3 separate regions of the Mus musculus genome follow, and regions 2 and 3 are each linked to region 1. A link is a contact called in public Hi-C and promoter capture Hi-C data. All regions are on one chromosome and are shown on one strand. Each heading gives the region's core, a stretch centred on a gene start, on an enhancer-like site or on the middle of the called end of the contact. The rest is flanking DNA. Distances are from core to core; before and after follow the strand shown. Region 1 holds the start of Rad23a (RAD23 homolog A, nucleotide excision repair protein). Region 2 holds the start of Kcnn1 (potassium intermediate/small conductance calcium-activated channel, subfamily N, member 1). Region 3 holds the start of Ano8 (anoctamin 8).

Region 1 (3,581 bases), core at 706-3,205:
GCCTTGCCACCCTGCCCCATCATGGCCCCACCCTGCCTAAGGCTAATCTCTCCTGGGCATACAAGCTCTTTGCCAGCATCCCAGCTAATCTCCCCACCTTGGTCACCATGACAACCACAAAGTTCTTCTCATCTATATGGTATTCCTTGATGGGAACATCGTCACTCAAGATCTTGCCAGCATAGATGAGTTTCTGTCCAGCCACGGGGAAAGCATCTCTACCCTTCTCAGCTTCTATCTTCTCCTTCAGCACCTTTACCTAGAGTAAGGAGTACAGGTATTAAACACAGAAGTTTAATAGTACAGTGTGCGTGCATTTATAAATAGCACTAACACACCAAGACACCCTCAGTGAAATCCAGGCATAGTTGTGCACACTTATAATCCCAGCACTTAGGAGAGACAAGTGGATCTCTTTAAGTTCCAGGCTAGCCAGGACTATATAGTGAGACCATTTCAAATAGAATACAATGACCATCACGAACCCTTAGGTTCCCTTCTTCTTCCCTTTTGTTTAGAGAAAAAGCTTTGCTTTCAATCCTATGAGATTCCTATTCAATCTATCGAGCTGACAGCAGTCTATTACATGCCAGACACGGGAACTGTTCACCGTGTGTGTATATGTGTGTGTGTGTAATGGTAGTGGTGGTTTGGGGACAGACCCCTAGCTCAGGCCTTGTATATTCAAAAGCTCCATCCCCAACCTGTTTTACAACTTGTTTTACAGAGGCCTGTGGAACAGAACAAACACAAGTCAGTGTTCTCATGAAGAAGACACTGATGTGAGAAGAAAAGCAAACTTGTATTTCCAATGGGATGTGGTTAGGAGGGGAAACAGTAATAAGAAAATGAAACGGTGTATCCATCGCTGGCCTCAAACAGTAACTTTTCTGTACTTACTGAGGTCATCTTTCTTCCCTCCATTTTTGGAACAGGATTTTATTCTGTACTCAACTCCAGGCTTGCCTAAAACATCATAGCCCAGGCTGGCCTAGAACTCCAGGTAATCTCTGCTCAGAGATTATGAACATGACTACCAAGCTTAGACTTCACTGAGGGTACACCAATGGCTTCAACCTATGTTTTGAGAAGGTTTAGGGGAGGTGGCCCAAGACAGCAATATCAGTTACTTGGAGGTTAAGTAAAGAAGGTTCACATGAGCCCAGAAGAACAAGACTAGACTCCACTCTCAAAAAGCAAAACCAAACAAAAGTTCATACAGCATGTTTAGGCTGCTGTTATGTGAAATGGAGAAAAAAAAAAATCTTGTCACTGTCATTATTGGCTGTGACCGTGGCAAAGTTCCTTAACTCCGTGGTTGTCAAAAGGGGAAAGTCAGGAGTCCCCAAACGACAACACTGTTTTGCAGACTCAGCAAGATGACACTAATACTCTGGTAAAGAATAAACTGGTAAAGAATAAACGGCCAACAAAGACGGACCACCAAAACTATTAAGATTAAGACCATTTATTATTATCATCATTGTAGTCACCAGTCGGCACCTCGTTGGCACTGAGGGCAAACTGTGCCACCTGAGCAGCTTGCAGGCTGGGAACGCGGAGCCCGCAGCTGACACGGGAGCCAGACCTGGGAACTCCCAGGGACTGGCCCGGGAACAGCGCCCGAGCCGCCGGGGCAGGGCAGGGCCGATCGGGGGGATCCGAGGAGGTCGGGCTGCTGGGGGAGGGCAGGGCCTGGCCACGGCGTCCTCTCCGCCCCTCCCGTTGGATCCCGGCATCCCTGCCCCCACCCACCCCGGCACCCGGTCGCTCCCGCCCCCGGGCTCCGGCCCGCACCGTCTCGTCAGGTTCCATGCGGATCTTGAAGGTCTGCTGCTGCAACGTTTTAAGGGTGATGGTGACGGCCATGGCGGGGCCGGAGCAATGCGGCAGCCCCGGGATCCTCGTACTACATGCAACTCACGCCGCCGCCATCTTAGCGCCCAGCCGCGCCGCGCCAAGCACTTCCGGGGCAAGTGTGCAGCGCCCGCCGATCGTCAGCGCCGGTGACACCCTCCTCGACCTCTAGAGCATGCGCGGCTGCACCTTACCTTAGACATGCGCAATCTTAGCTTTGTGAGCTTTTGCTGTGTGCACCAGCATTCCGCTGTCTTGGTGACATCATTTCTGCTAACAGTGATGTCATTATACCCACAAAATGGCTCCTAAGGACTTTTAAAGTTTTTAAGGTGTTTGTTGTAGATTTCTGCTCCTAAGTTATTTTTCATACATTCTGCCTATTTCAAGTGACCCAATTTGGATCTGGTCAAAATAAAAGGAATCTTAGCAGAGGACTGCCTAGAAGTTACCATCAATCAATGTAGAGGAGGGCAACTATGTGACCCCATTTTCAAGGACCATCTTAATTTTTGGAATAAATTTACACTTCTAGTTCATGAGTTCCCCACATCTTTGTAATCCTGCAATGACCTACCTATTCATCCAAACATTTTCAAGGTTCTTTTATATTAAATATGTAATTCTCCCCTCCATAAATTTTCCTTACTTACACCAACTCTTAAGGTACCTACATTTTTCGTGGGGGGAAGGGGTAGTATTCATGAAGCTTTAGACCACCCTCACATACCAAAAAGTAATGAAAATGTCAGACTCAGGATAGGGCAGTTCATCAGGGTGATTTAAGGGACTCTCAAACAGAACTAACATCACCATCCTCTTAGATGCTTGCTTTGCCCAGTGTTTCTATCCACACCAATGATCAGGCAATTAACCAAGGCCTGCCTCCCTCCCTTCACTTGAGTCTAGACTCCAGAATTGAAAGCTAGATCACAACTTTCTTGTGAAGAACACAGGCTTCCTCCTGCCCATTCTTCAACCTACTACACTAGAGTATAAAAGGCAGCCTTGAGACTCAACAATGAGTCTCTTCTTTTCCTTGTGGTGGGGATGGAACCCAGGCCATGCTAGCTAAGTGTCCAACTGAACTACATAACCCAATCCTGGAATCTATCTTTATCAGCTCAGTCCTAGAACCATGGGCCCTTGGGGAAAGTAGATCACTGTCCCTGAGCTCAGTCAGTCCCTTTGACTATTATCTACCAGCATGCACCCCACTACTGTGAACTTTGCTCAGCTTTCCTAGGTGTCAGTCCAACAGATCCATCCCACTTTTAACCAAGATGGCTAATATTTGAATTCACTAAATTCTAGTCAGTCTGTCAATGAGGTCTGTGCTAGAATCAAAACTTACACGTCTATGAGTTTAGGATCAAGACCTGATGGCTACTCTCCCATTTAGAGACTATGGGATACATATAAATGACATTTCTGAGACTCTGCAAACTCCAGTAGCTGAAACATACGTCACCCGCACCTGAGAAAGGCTGCTTTTAGCTCCTGATGTACATCCTCCCAGAGAAGGAGACACAATAGGGAAGACACAAAACTTAATTTAATAGAAATTTTGTTTGTAGTTCTTACACTCTCAGTGTGAGCTGTGCTAGAACTGGCTGCCCCACAAGTGGCCCAGTCCTGGGGGCAAGGGAGAAAGGGGATGAGAAGAGCCCCATTCTTCCTCAGTGCGGGGGGAGGGAAAACACCACCCCCTTCTCCTGCCCTCC
Region 2 (3,581 bases), core at 430-2,929, about 14 Mb before region 1:
CAGCCCAGGAATCCAGGCCCGCTGCCCAGAGGCTGCCCCACGCTGCCATTGTGGCTGTGGCTACTCATGGCCACCTGCCTCCGTGGGCTGGGCGTGCAGCAGGCCCTTTGGGGCCCAGCATGGTTCCGCAGCAGAGCTTCTGAATGGACCTGTGGAGACAGCAAAGGTTGAACATCACCTTGGCCATTCCAGAACATTCCAAGGCTCAGGAGAGTCCAGGATCATCTGGAAAGTCAGTGTCTACCGACCCCTGCTCAAAGTCTGCTTCAGTTCCCCAGCGCCTAACCTCCCAGACACCAGCATGCCCTGCAATCATCCTGGCCCATGAGCACCCCCTGCCCCTCAAGCTACCAACAGCAGGTGACAAGGTGGCCTGGGTGCCTGCAAGACACACAGGTGAAGAGGCAATATGGGGCTGTGACTCAGCTGTCTGACACATATGCCAAGCCTAGGTGCTGCCATGTTGTTCCCTGAGACAGCCTCTTCCTGGGCAGGCTGGCTGGCACAGGACAGATGCAGAGCAGGCAGGGCTCAGTGACCAGTCCTGGGCTGGCTGTGTTTTGAGCCTCCAGTTAAAAGGACTGTCTGTTGCCCCAGGCACAAGGGGGATACCTCTTCTGGTTTTAAAAAGAAGAGCAAAGCTGAGGGAGGTTGGGTGGCCCCTGGATCCTCTGCCAGCACCGAGTCAGACACAGACTAAGGGACACAGCCTGGCGGTGGCTGAGGGCAGGACCTTGACAGGGAACCAGGCTGGCTCTGCCCGAGTGGCTGTGAGCTGAGGACAGAGCTGCTTTCTGTCATGGAGCCTGGGGTACCAGCTCAGTCCGTTTTCTCTTGTCTTCTGTAATTTTATTTATTTACTTTAGAGACAGGCTCTCAATCTATAGTGCAGGTTGGCACTGTGGCAAACCCCAGGTGCTGGGATGGCAGGTGTAAGTCGCCATGCTAGGACTGGTGATACATACCTATCAAGAGGTGCTAAACAGCAAGGCTAGCCTGGCCTTTGAGGCCAACTAGGGCTACCTGAGAACCTGTCTCAAAATAAAATAAAATCGGATCAATAGGTGTCCCTTGCTGTGAGTCTCAAGGAGGCACCCACCTCCCACAACTCTTGTAGGAACCACAGTGATAACGGCTCATGACAGAAACTCCCAAGACACTAGACCTGTGTCAGGTGGCCTCCCCAGCAGCTGGTGGGGAAATGGAGTTGAGGAAGGGTGCCAGAGCTCTTCTCACCAGGCTCACTGACTCCTCAGGGTGCCCGGCTCTGCTTGCCCTTTGCACACCGGCTACCAGGGAGCTTACAAGGCCAGTCTGGCAGCCCAGGTGCTGTCACTGAGCACCTTGACCTCAGTTTAGGGTGGCCGAAGAGTGCTCATGTCACTGGCCGTATCACATCCATCCTTGTGCATGGACTTTATGGACTCAGCGTCTCCCACTCGCAATCTTCCCTCACCGGGGGACACGCGCACCCTCTCTTCTGTGTCCCTGACCCCTGACCGCGTGGCAACACCATCCCCAGCGTCGTCCCTAGTCGCATAGCCCAGGGACCCGCTATTACTGCCCCCCCAGCCCCCTCACCCCCGCTTCCTCTCGCCAATACCTGCGGGCGGGGACCTGGACCCTCGTGCCAGCGCGTCCCCGCCGAGACCGGCCAGGGAGGGGGAGCAGCGCCGCCCCGTATGAGCGGCGCCTTGGATTGGCTGAGTGCACCAGGCCCCACCCCCATGACCCCGCAGGCTCCGCCCATGCTTAAAGCTCCCTCCTGGGCACTGGGCAAGAATAAGAACCCCGGTGATGGGCATCTGTGCACAGGCAGCTGGCTATTGCAGGTGATCCTGCACACCTGGACCTCATCTCTGGGGACAGACAAGCCCGCTCACCTCAGGGACCCCGATCTTAAACCCTATTAGCCTTGCGGGCAGAAAGAGCTCCAGGCAGCTGCAATCATCAGGGCTGGGGAGACCCCCGAACCTGCTCTGCCCCCATCATTCAAGCCAAACTTACAGAGCTCACTCATGAAAGTTTTTGTTTTGAATCAAGGTCTCACATAACCTAGTCTGGCGTCAAACTCACTGTGAAGTACAGGCTGCGCTAGAACTTACCAGGGAGTCCAGGTTAGCCTTGAGTGGCCTTGAAGTTCTGTTCCTTCTCCCTTCACCTCCTGAGCGCTGGGACAGTTTTGGGCCCCCCTTTCCAGCTCATGCAACATTTTTTGTGGTCTTGGGTTTTGTTTGTTTGTTTTGATAGCTCTGTAGCCAAAGCTGATCTTGAATTTACTCACTGAAATCCTCCTCTCAGCCTACTTCCTAAGGTGCTGGAGTTTCAGGTGTCTTCTAAGACATCCCAGAGACCAAGGAGTCTAGTCTCCGCCCCTTCAGTCACGTGATTACTGACAAGCTGGGGAGCTGAGGTTTGCCTGCAGCCGAGCGATGAGTGTGTGTATCCCCTCCCTAATCCCCTCCCCACCCCCACCCCAGCCACCCAGCTCCTGCTTCTTCCTGGCCCAATGTCTTTGCAGTTTAGAGGGCCTCAGGAAGGACTGAGGGGCAGATGTGTGGCCAGCAAGTGGCCTGGGAGCAGTGACAGCACTGAGCCCCAGCAGAGCCACCAACAGAGTGACAGTCCAGGTGTTGGGGACCACATCTGCACTATCCACATAGGTGGAGCCAGATGGAACCAGCCTGGGGTGATAGATGTAAGCAGGTTCCAGGAGACACCACAGAGGGACAGGCCAAGAGCACCAGGTTCTGCCTCCAGCCCCTAAACCTTCTGCATGTGGCCACCTCAGCCTGTGGCTGTGGGCCTTCCCTGCCTACCCCCTACCCAGGAATTGTTTTGCTTTTTGTTTTAGAAAGGGTTTCATATCTGTGAGGCTCAGACTTACTATAGAGCTGAGGATGGCCTGGAACTGGCCATCTTGCCTCTACCTCTCAGGTCCTACCTGACAGGATAGGCCTGGGCCACCAAGCCCCATTTGTTCCGTGCTAACAACAGAAGCCAGGGCGTCATAAACACTGGCAAAGCACTCAGTCTCCTGAGACACACCTCAGCCTCTCACAGCCCCCAGGGATTGGGGGCATGCCCCCGTTTGTCATCAAAATTGGGGTGCTCACTGTCCATCTAGCTCTCCTCCAGGCGCCTGTCTCAACATGCACCCCCATGGTGCCTGTGACCACAATCAAGGAGTTCACAGGCTCAGCAGTCACTGCCTCTAAGACTTACCCCTTCCCTCTTGGGGCCCACCCTGCCTTTAAGGAGCCCCTGGAGGAGGAGGTATCCTAGCAACCAGTTGGGGTGGCCTGGAGGCCTCTGGGCACCTCAGCCCTGGAGATAGATGAAGCTGGTGGTGGTAATGGGCAGGGTGGTTCTGGGCTTGAGTGCAAACTGGCCACACCTTCATCCTAGGCATGGGCTCCAGGGGCCATGGTGGGCGGGAAGGGGCAGAGGAGCCACGGATACACTTAGGACACAGTTACACTCCTGTGACAGGAAACAGCTTTGCAAAAATTGTCCTTTGGAGACTGCTGAACATGAGGCCCTTCCTTAGGGCCTGAGGGCTGAGCCACCGTCTCTGGGCC
Region 3 (3,581 bases), core at 741-3,240, about 13 Mb before region 1:
CCTGGCCTGGACCACCTCACCCATGCTTGCACTAGGTATCAGAAAGAGGCTACACTCTCTGGGTTCATTGGGCGCTCAAATTTTTCCTAGCCACTGATTGGTTGCCATTAAGCCACGCCCTTTGCACCCATTTTCTAACAGACACGCCCAGCTCTCTGCAAGTGATTGGATGGCGGGCTCGCCCTGCTCACTGATTGGCTGGTCCTCCAAGAAGCGCACGTTGTGCAGAGCCTCCCCCTGCTTGGCTCGAAGGTTCTGCAACCAGAAGCGAATGATGCTCTGCCGCTCCTGTGGGGAGATGAGTGTGAGCTAGGTACGAGGGCTGTAGGCGCAGAGACATGGGCGCAGGGCGGTCACCTGCGATGTGAAGAAGCGTAGCTCGCTCTCCACATTCTCGTAGATGAAGTCCTCTTCGCAGGAGAAGCTGCGGGTGCCCCCTCCAAATTCGGCCTTCACGGCCTTGCGCAGACCCAGCTCATCGGCCCCACGGAGCAGGCTGCGGGCAGGACAGGGCATAGTGGGCTCACCATGGGACTCCTGGCTTACCATTCCCAAGCTAAGGACTGTGCGAGAGCCACATCTTAGGACAAACGAATAGTTAGCACAGTTGGTCTTCAGAGGGGCAAGGAGCCGGGTGACAGGGCCAGAGGGAGGTAGAGGCAGGGGACTCGCCTCTCGTATGTGGCGGTGACAAAGAAGGCATAGGCACGCGTGTGGCGGTGGTGGCGAACTTGCACGATCAGCTCGGGAATGCCCACCCGGATGTGATTCAGCAGCCACAGCAGCGTGTGGTCATCAGTGGTGTCTGCCAAGGGGCATAGGGGCCAATGGGTCTTGCCTCGAGAGGTGCCCACAAGGGCCTCCACATTTCCACCGAGGCGGTAAAGGCAGCATCCGGGCCCATGGCAGACAGGTGTGGATACCTGGGAAGGTCATGAGCACGTCGCAGTCCTCAGTGGGCACTGTCTTCATCCATGCCTTGTGGGACACCAGGTAGCGGCCAGCCTGCAGGAGCCTCTTCCCAAATAGTTTATCTATGGGGCAGCGTGGCAGGCTGGGCTGAGATCAGGCCCCTTCAGGGACTGACTCGGCCCTCATTAGAGCTCTCAAGGGCTAGGCACCCATAGCCTGGGCTTGCTCTCTTCTCTCCTGCATCAGCCAGGCCCTTCCCCCTAGGTCCTGCCTTAAGAATCTTACTCATGGTTGAGGCCCAACCCTGCCTCCCAAACCACAATTGGTGGGGTGCCCACAAGCTGCCTTGAGTGCTTCTTGGTATGAAAGAACGGTCCTTAAAGCAGGCGCAGAGTGCAGTCCTTCCTCCCATTTCACAGGTCACCAAACTGAGGCCCAGAGACTATCCACGAGCTCAAGGTCACCCAGCCAATATGGGATTTGAACCCAGGACCCTAATCGCCCTGTTTCCCTGTGCTGGGAGTCTCCAGGTGGCGAGGCTCACACGGGCCAGGCTGGGGCCATCAGAGGGGCGTGTCCACGTTCCTGCACTGGGGACCCCCGGTGCAGACCCATTGACCAACCCCGCGCCCTGCGCCGCAGCTGCAGCACTACGAGGAGCAGCCTCTGGGCCACACGCTAGGGTGTGTGACCCTGAACGGCGTCTCCTGCAGCCCCTGCCTGCACCCTGTACACCTGTCTCGGTGCCACCCGCAGCAAACATACCCAGTACTCCAGACGCAGGCGCCGCAGGCTCGCCCTCGGGAGGGGGCCTCTTGCCCCGCTCCCCCTCCAGGGTCACGTCCCCGGCGCCCGAAGCCGCCTCGGCCATGGCGAGGACAGGGCAGGTTAGGGGCCGCGGGACGCCCGGGCGCTGGGGGGCCACGGGCTCATGAGGACCGGAGTGGCACCACCGAGCGCGCCGGAGGAGGAGACAAAGGCCTCTCTCGCCCGCCCGCGCAGCCCGCCGTCCCTGCGCTCCACTTGCTTGTCGTCCCCGCCCAAGCCAAACCTCAATTCTTCTTCCTAGTCTCAGCGCGGTCACTCTCAGTCACTCAGTCCCACCCCCACTCCCACCCCCGCCTCATCTCTGCTTCCGGTCCCCGCCCGAGTGTTTTTCCTTTTCTTCTTTCTTTCTCTCTTTCTTTCTTCCTTCCTTCCTCCCTTCCTTCCTTCCTTCCTTCCTTCCTTTCTTTCTTTTTTTGTACGCTTCCTTCTTGCCCGCCCACTTGGATCTACCGTGCTTGTTCAGGCCGACACTGAGAAGAACTTTCTTCCACCCTCAGCCCTTCAGTCTGTTTACCCATCTACAAAGTATTGAGGTCAAAGGGGTGGATTCTGAGCCGGGTGCGAGAGGGAGGACCTGGCTGAGTGACATACCTGAGAACAATACCTCAAGTACCCCAACTGGAATGTAAGTAATTATAGCAGGTCCTGCCTGCCCCCAGGGCCTTTGCACATACAGTTCAGGTTCTGAAAACATATTACTGCCCTCTGCTCCCACACAACCCTTATTACTACAATACAGCTTCCATAAAAGGATAAGGATTCAGGTGCCAAATTTATCAAATAAACACAATCTTGAGGCACTCACTGCATATAAAGGTGTTGCCACAAGTTGTACACCAATGCGGACAAGCGTCACCTCGCACACACAGATAAATGGAATAAAAGAGTCCCGCTAAAGGGCACGACTGGTGTGACTCAATCAGTAGATCGCTGGCCCAGCACGGAGCTACCAGCCCTGCACTCAAGAGGCAGAAAGATCGGGATTTCAAAGGCATCCTCAGAGGCCACATAGCAAGTTCATGATCACCCCGGGCTTCCAAGACACTGTGTCAAAAAAGGGTGGGCCAAGCTGTTGAGATGTCCCCGCGGTTAATAACACTTGTAGCTCTTCTCGAGGACCAGGGTTCGGTTCCTGCACCTACACTTGCCAGTAACTCCAGAGCCAGGGGATGCTAAATATGCCCGACACCAAAGCTTACACATCGTTAAATAACAAATAGGCCTCAAAAAATAAAGCCACTGATTAAATGAATTTCAGATATACTGGTATGTTCTGACAACTACACAAAGAAATGTTGTTTGTCTGAAACTTTTATGTTCTGGGTGATCCTAGGTGGGAAGGGAGGCTGTCAAAAGTCCAGCTTGCTGGGAAATGCTCAACCACAAAGCTAAGCCTGATACCAGATTTTTAAAGAATGTTTGTTTGTTGTGGGCAGGAGCGCTTTGGCGAGTGTATGGAGGTGAGAGGACGGACACCTGTGGAAACTGATTCTTTCCACCATGTGGGTCCAGGGGATTGAACTCAGGTCGTCAGACTTAGAAGCAAGCACCAAAACCCACAGCCCTGATCTCCCATGTTTTCCCACTTCAGAGTGGCCCACCCTGAAGTCCTGTGAGCACTTAGTAGGTAATGAGCACTTGCTCTAAACGTGTTAAGATGGAACCACGGGGGCCGGGCACTGGTGGCGCACGCTTTTAATCCCAGCACTTGGGAGGCAGAGGCAGGCGGATTTCTGAGTTCCAGGCCAGCCTGGTCTACAGAGTGAGTTCCAGGACAGCCAGGGCTACACAGAGAAACCCTGTCTCGAAAAAAACAAAACAAAAACAAACACACAAACAAA

Evidence for each region. Promoter capture Hi-C pulls out the DNA fragments that hold promoters and counts their contacts. Hi-C and Micro-C count contacts between places; a contact is called where the count stands out from the background.
Region 2: a Hi-C map of B cells shows a contact between it and region 1, with 5 read pairs. The contact joins the promoter of Kcnn1 here to the promoter of Rad23a in region 1. A contact is called at or near these places in 2 of 39 promoter capture datasets (cranial neural crest and frontonasal cranial neural crest) and 1 of 484 Hi-C or Micro-C datasets (B cells).
Region 3: a promoter capture Hi-C map of cranial neural crest shows a contact between it and region 1. The contact joins the promoter of Ano8 here to the promoter of Rad23a in region 1. A contact is called at or near these places in 1 of 39 promoter capture datasets (cranial neural crest) and 1 of 484 Hi-C or Micro-C datasets (B cells).

Annotation. Positions count from the first base shown.
Region 1 is chr8:84,838,697-84,842,277 of GRCm38.p6, forward strand. It overlaps Rad23a (RAD23 homolog A, nucleotide excision repair protein), which reads right to left and starts at 1,956. Exons shown (of 9, transcript NM_001297606.2): 1 at 1,798-1,956; 2 at 98-259. The coding sequence starts at 1,869. It overlaps Calr (calreticulin), which reads right to left. Exons shown (of 9, transcript NM_007591.3): 9 at 3,392-3,581.
Region 2 is chr8:70,855,329-70,858,909 of GRCm38.p6, forward strand. It overlaps Kcnn1 (potassium intermediate/small conductance calcium-activated channel, subfamily N, member 1), which reads right to left and starts at 1,680. Exons shown (of 10, transcript NM_032397.3): 1 at 1,604-1,680; 2 at 1-149. The coding sequence starts at 68.
Region 3 is chr8:71,484,077-71,487,657 of GRCm38.p6, forward strand. Ano8 (anoctamin 8) reads right to left here and starts at 1,991. Exons shown (of 17, transcript NM_001164679.1): 1 at 1,678-1,991; 2 at 924-1,034; 3 at 673-805; 4 at 358-496; 5 at 192-288. The coding sequence starts at 1,783. It also overlaps a transcript of Gtpbp3 not described here.